Linked DNA regions of Rattus norvegicus: region 1 is linked to region 2. The links are chromatin contacts, called in public Hi-C maps. All regions are on one chromosome and are shown on one strand. Each heading gives the region's core, a stretch centred on a gene start, on an enhancer-like site or on the middle of the called end of the contact. The rest is flanking DNA. Distances are from core to core; before and after follow the strand shown. Region 1 has its middle 19 kb from the start of Diras3. Region 2 holds the start of Exoc3l4 (exocyst complex component 3-like 4).

Region 1 (2,700 bases), core at 112-2,611, 54 kb before region 2:
GTTGACACACAGATGTAGCCAAACTGTCAACTGCAATTAGTCATCCCAAGCAGGAACTACCCAGTCATCACACCTTTTATCCCAGCATGCTGGAGGCAGATTCAAGCACATTTCTGTGTTTCGGGCCAGCCTGGTTCTACGTAGTGAGACTCTTGTCTCAAAAACACACACACACACACACACACACACACACACACACACACACACACACATGCACGCACACCAACTATCCCCAATTAAACACAAAGAAAAGGTGATTTTAAGATTTTAAAAACAGAACCACAGGGGGGTGAAGAGAGAGCTCAGCAGTTAGGAGTAGTTAATTGCTTTTGCAGAGGACCTGAGTTCAATTCTCAGAACCATGTCAGATGGCTAAAGACCCCCGTAACCCATAACTCCAGCTTTGTGGAACACTCCCCTCTTCTGGCCTCTTTGAGCACCCACATCCACATACGCTTTGCCAACACATAAATAAAAGCAAATTTAAAAAGCAGAAACAGAACATTAGAGGGCCATAAGGTAACTTCATCTAGCCTTCTCTACACCTACACGGAGTCTCTGCGGAAGAAAGGAGAGAGAATGGGTAAAACATTACAAGCATAATGGCTGAGTCGGCCCCCGGATTTAAAAATAATGATGAAAACTGTTAAGAAATGTAAGATGCGGGCTGGAGAGATGGCTCAGTGGTTAGAGCACTGACTGCTCTTCCAGAGGTCCTGAGTTCAAATCCCAGCAACCACATGGTGGCTCACAACCATCTGTAATGGGATCCGATGTCCTCTTCTGGTGTATCTGAAGACAGCTACAGTGTACATGTATAAATAAAATAAATAAATCTTTTTTTTAAAAAGAAAGAAATGTAAGATGTAAAATGAAACCCAAGTGTGGGAAAATAGAGAGAAGCAGCTTTGCCCAAAGCCAGGTACAGAAATGTTCAGATGTGCACAGATGGAGAGAGTGTATAGAGTACAGCAGCCATGTGAGAATCTGGAAGGATGGCAGGAGACCAGACTCCAGGATGTGCCCCAGGTCAACTGAAAGAGCAAGGCAAGAAAGGTACCAGTCACGGGTGGAGGGCACGCACAGCAAGAGTTTCTCTGTGCAGCCTGATGTCTTGGAACTCACTGTATAGACCAGTCTAGCCCCTAATTCAGAGATCCAGCTCTTGGGAGGCAGAGATAGAGTTAGATCTGATACTCATTCTCATAATTCAAGCACTCAGGAGAGTTCATTAGCAAATGTGGGTGAGGTCTGGCCTTTACACACACCCAAACCTTAACCTACCCCTCAGCACTTGCTGACCAGACAGGTACCCAGAACCTGGAAGGGACATACCTAGGAGAGTACCTGAGTCAACCACTAGGGGGCGAAACCAGCACAGTGAACGAATAGTTGAGCCTACAAGTGCTTTCCTCATCGGGGAGTTGGTTTCCAGGGGCTGCAATCGGGGAGACTGCTTTGCGATCAAGGCTTAGCTTCCTTCTCCTCAAGGATCCCGGGACTTTCCGAGCCTCTAGATGAGTTTCAGCAGCTCACAGTATCCAGGGCCATTCCCGAGGCACTGAGTGTAAGGCACTTCCTCTGTAAGACACTGAGTGGGCCCGGTGCAGTCCCGGACTCTATTGCCTCAGAGAGAATTGTATCCCAGAAACCTGTCTGGGGCCAGCAATCTGAGGCACAGCGTCTTAAACAGAAGGGACCTAGGCACATGTTGTCAGAACAACATCCAGAAGGAGCCCAGAGTTTAATAGCAGGGGGGTTGATGGATCTGCTATTGGCCATCAAGGACTCTGCTGGGTCACCTTACAGATTTCCTTCTAATGGCAGCAAAGAAAACCTGATTGTGCTGTCTTGTCCATGTGTGACCAGCTTCTGCTCTGCCTGGGCTCCGTCCCATTTTCCCAGAGCAAAGTGGGAGGGGATGGCCCTGAACTGACCACCTCACTGTGGGCTATCCTGGGCGAGATGTGGCCCCTCTCCTCCGGTTAGGGTTTTCCCTTCTGCTTGATGTCCCATTTCTTCTGGGATCAGAGCATTGGTTTAAAACCGGTAACCACGACGAAAAGTTTGTTTATTTATTTAGGTGTGTGTGTGTGTGTGTGTGTGTGTGTGTTCACCCACCCGTTGAGGTCTGAGGATTCTCTCCTTCCACCATGTGTGTCCCTAGGGTCAGTTTGGGCAGGAAGTGGTCTGACACACTGAGCACACCACTGGTCCTTGTTTTATTGTTTTTATTGTTAAGTCACTAGAAATCCACAGGACAGCATAGTCCTTACCTACGGACTCTAGAGCCATCCTTACAGCCTGCTCTTACACCCCTGTGTGGAATGGCTGAAGGGAAGCTCACAGCCCTTCCTCCAGACTCAAGGGCCACAGGCCCCTGTCCAGTGGCTCCCTCCTCTCCAGCCTCGTAGGTTGGTGGGGGAGGCAGAACCCTTGGCTCCTAAAACCTGGCCCTGTGAAGGCCCCAGGGGCTTCCACACACCTTGAGGCTCTGGAGCAGAGCTTGCCAGGGAGTGGAGTCAGAGTCATAGACACCAGGGGGCAAGGAGGATACACAAGCCAGTCCTGAAGCCTTTGGCTTGAAGTCCTGGACTCTGACTAAGCCTGAGAGTTGACTGCCCTTGGGCCTCACTCTCTGCCGACCATCCTGCCCCTGGAGTCCTTCCTTCAGGCTGCTCTGCAAGCTGTAGGCTCCCC
Region 2 (2,700 bases), core at 118-2,617:
AGGAAAAGCTTGCCTCAGCAAGAGCTGCAGATGTCAGAGAGAAGCAGTTCAGATGGACGTTTTAATCTGCCGAACAGTTCACGCTTGGTTATTATGGGCATAACGAGAGTTTAGGAAATTTCATATGTTGATTTCGCAAACACAGTCGGTAGCTGTTGTATGTGCCGGTCAGGCCTATTTTTAAAAGAGACACAGTCTCCCTTGACAGTTGCCAAAACATAAACATAAACCCCTCGGTAGCCATCGCTCACGGAAGTACAGGTTTCTTAACGTGGCATGCAAGGCTCTTCCTTAGTTTGTCTTGCTTTACTCTCTCGCCCCTCTGCCGCCCCGTGCTCATCCTCCCACCTCAAGTCTTTGCGTGAGTTGCCCCTGCTCTTCCAGCTGCCCCGAGCTTCCTCGGGAGCTCTTCTTCTGAGAAACCTTCCCTGACCGGCCAAGACCTAGCACACAGCAGACCCTTTCTTTCCTGGGTCTAACTCCAACCCTAGAGAGTAGTTATATGATCCGAGATGTCTCTGCCATTTGGCCAGGAGCCCCCAGGGAACAGCAAAGGAGCCGGGTTCAGACCCGTGAAGGGCCCATAAATGTCAGGTACCCAAGGAAAATGGTATGGCCCTGCCATGATTGTGAACCATTGGTACATCTCCACTTGGGCGTGTTTCAGCTTTGCAGATCTTCATGCTGGTCCTAGTGCCTCTCCATGTGTGTGATTGTCATGTAATATGTGATTGCCTCTGCGTGTGTGTGTGTGTGTGTGTGTGTGTGTACGTGTGTGTGTGCGTGCGCACACACACTTGCCTGTGAGTGCGTCTTTGGCGTCTTCTGCTTCTATGTCTGTTTCTGTATGCCTCCTGGATGTCTCTGCTTTCTGCAAGTGTGTATGGCCGTCTATATATTCCGATGTGCGCGTATCTCCTGGGGCTGAGCTCGTACTCTATCTCAGCCAGCCTGGGCTTAGAGCCCAGACCCTTGACCACAAAAGCATCTAACAGAGCCAGACTAGTCCCAGCCTCTTGGGTCCCCACCCACTGCCCCCAAACACCCTCCTATCCTCTTCCCCCACCTGGCAGGGTCATACCTGATATCAGCACAGACAACTGTACCCAGGTAGCAGAGGTCGTAGGGAAGCGAGCCAAGCAGGATCCTGAGACCAGGTCCAGTAGAGAGGCTGCCAGCACAGCCCAATTAATTGGTTGACCAACAGCTGGGACTTCCCAGTCACAGAACCGCCCAGGCCCACTCTCTACTTGGACCCCATACTTTCGCTTTCAGGGAAGTTCCACCCCTTTCATTCCAGAGACAATGCTCCAACCTTTGATCAGTCACGGCCCAGGACCTTGCCTGAGTCCGATCGGAGCTTGCCGGAGCTGACAGGGAGAGACTGAGGAGGGAAGGCTAGGGAGGGCCTTAAGGGAAGCTGAGGAGGTGGAGATTGGTGGAGGAGAGGTTGGGGGTGGGGTCAGGGGAGGAGGATGCAGCCGTGGGGGCAGGAGCCGTTGGGGACCACTGAGGATAGCTGACCCTCACTACTACCAAAGGTAAACTAAAGCACTCACCCCCACTAGTGCCCAAGCCCAGAACACCCTGCTCTCCAGGGTAGGGCTGCAGCTCCAGGTCAGTCTAGGACGTTCACTCCAGTGCCCCCTGTGCCTGCCAGAGCTGAGGAACAGAGAACAGATACCAAGACCTGTTGAGGAAGTTTTCTGTAATGCCCGGAGGACCAGGTATGAGCCACACACTATTCCTGAAGGCTGGAAGGAGAGGGCCCGAGGGACCCAGGGGCTCACACTTAGGAATGACAGGCAGCCTTCCAGGCAGCATGAACAGCGTGGAGGAGGGGCTGTTGGGTTGGCGTCCGTCCGGAGCTCAGGCCTTCTGCCTTCACAGGGAGGATTTTCATGGGGAGGGCCGTGGAGACTTCAGAAGAGTCACCTTCCCTGGTTTCAGGGGGATTCCACAGAGAGCGTCTTAGGAAGTAAACTCAGGGGAAATCCAAGGACACATTCAGCACTGTCCCCGCCCTGCGCTCTGGGTGGATATGGATTGGATGCTCCAGTTACAGTACTCTGTACTGGGCTGTGAGAGCACAGCACCACACAGGGCATACTCTCTCGGTTTGGGGAACCTGAGGGTTAAGGTCTTGATTCTTCTGAGCCTACCTTCCTCCTCCTCTTCCTCCTCCTCTTCTTTTTCTTCCTCCTCCTCCTCTTCTTCCTCCTCCTCCTCCTCTTCTTCTTCCTCTTCCTCTTCTTCCTCCTCCTCCTCTTCTTCCTCTTCCTCCTCTTCTTCCTCCTCCTCCTCCTCTTCTTCCTCCTCCTCCTCCTGTTTCTCCTTTTCCTTCTCTTCTACTTCTTCTGGAGACAGGGTCACACTCTGTATTCCTCCATGTCCTGTAGCTCACTATGTAGAGCAGGTTGCCTATGAGTGCACAGAAATCGCATCAAAGGCGTGTGCCATCGTGACTGGTACTTTCTATCTTTCTGTGTTCTGTCCTCTGTGTGTGTCTGTCCAGTTTTCTCTCTTTCATTGCATGCGGCGTGTATATGCTTGGCCCAGGGAGTGGCACTTTTAGAAGGCGTGGCCCTGTTGGAGTGGGTGTGTCACTGTGGGCGTGGGCTTTAAGACCCTAGTCCTAACCACCTGGAAGTCAGTCATCCTGCTAGCAGTCTTCAGGTGAAGATGTAGAACTCTCAGCTC

The links. A called contact is a pair of places that touch in the nucleus more often than the background predicts.
Region 1: a contact with region 2 is called in a Hi-C map of the A7r5 cell line, with 2.9 times the contacts expected there. The contact joins the enhancer-like site here to the promoter of Exoc3l4 in region 2. A contact is called at or near these places in 11 of 12 Hi-C or Micro-C datasets (the A7r5 cell line, Schwann cells, frontal cortex and 6 more) and 1 of 1 datasets of contacts at active chromatin or transcription factors (oligodendrocytes).

Annotation. Positions count from the first base shown.
Region 1 is chr6:136,326,927-136,329,626 of GRCr8, reverse strand. No RefSeq gene overlaps it. Among named protein-coding and RNA genes, the nearest start is that of Diras3, 19 kb to the left of the region's middle. Within about 2 kb of position 1,361, at least 5 of the 93 cell types and tissues checked have an H3K27ac peak or open chromatin away from gene starts, as enhancers often do. A contact at or near this core is called in the A7r5 cell line, where this site is marked.
Region 2 is chr6:136,272,540-136,275,239 of GRCr8, reverse strand. It overlaps Exoc3l4 (exocyst complex component 3-like 4), which reads right to left and starts at 1,367. Exons shown (of 12, transcript NM_001106759.2): 1 at 1,082-1,367.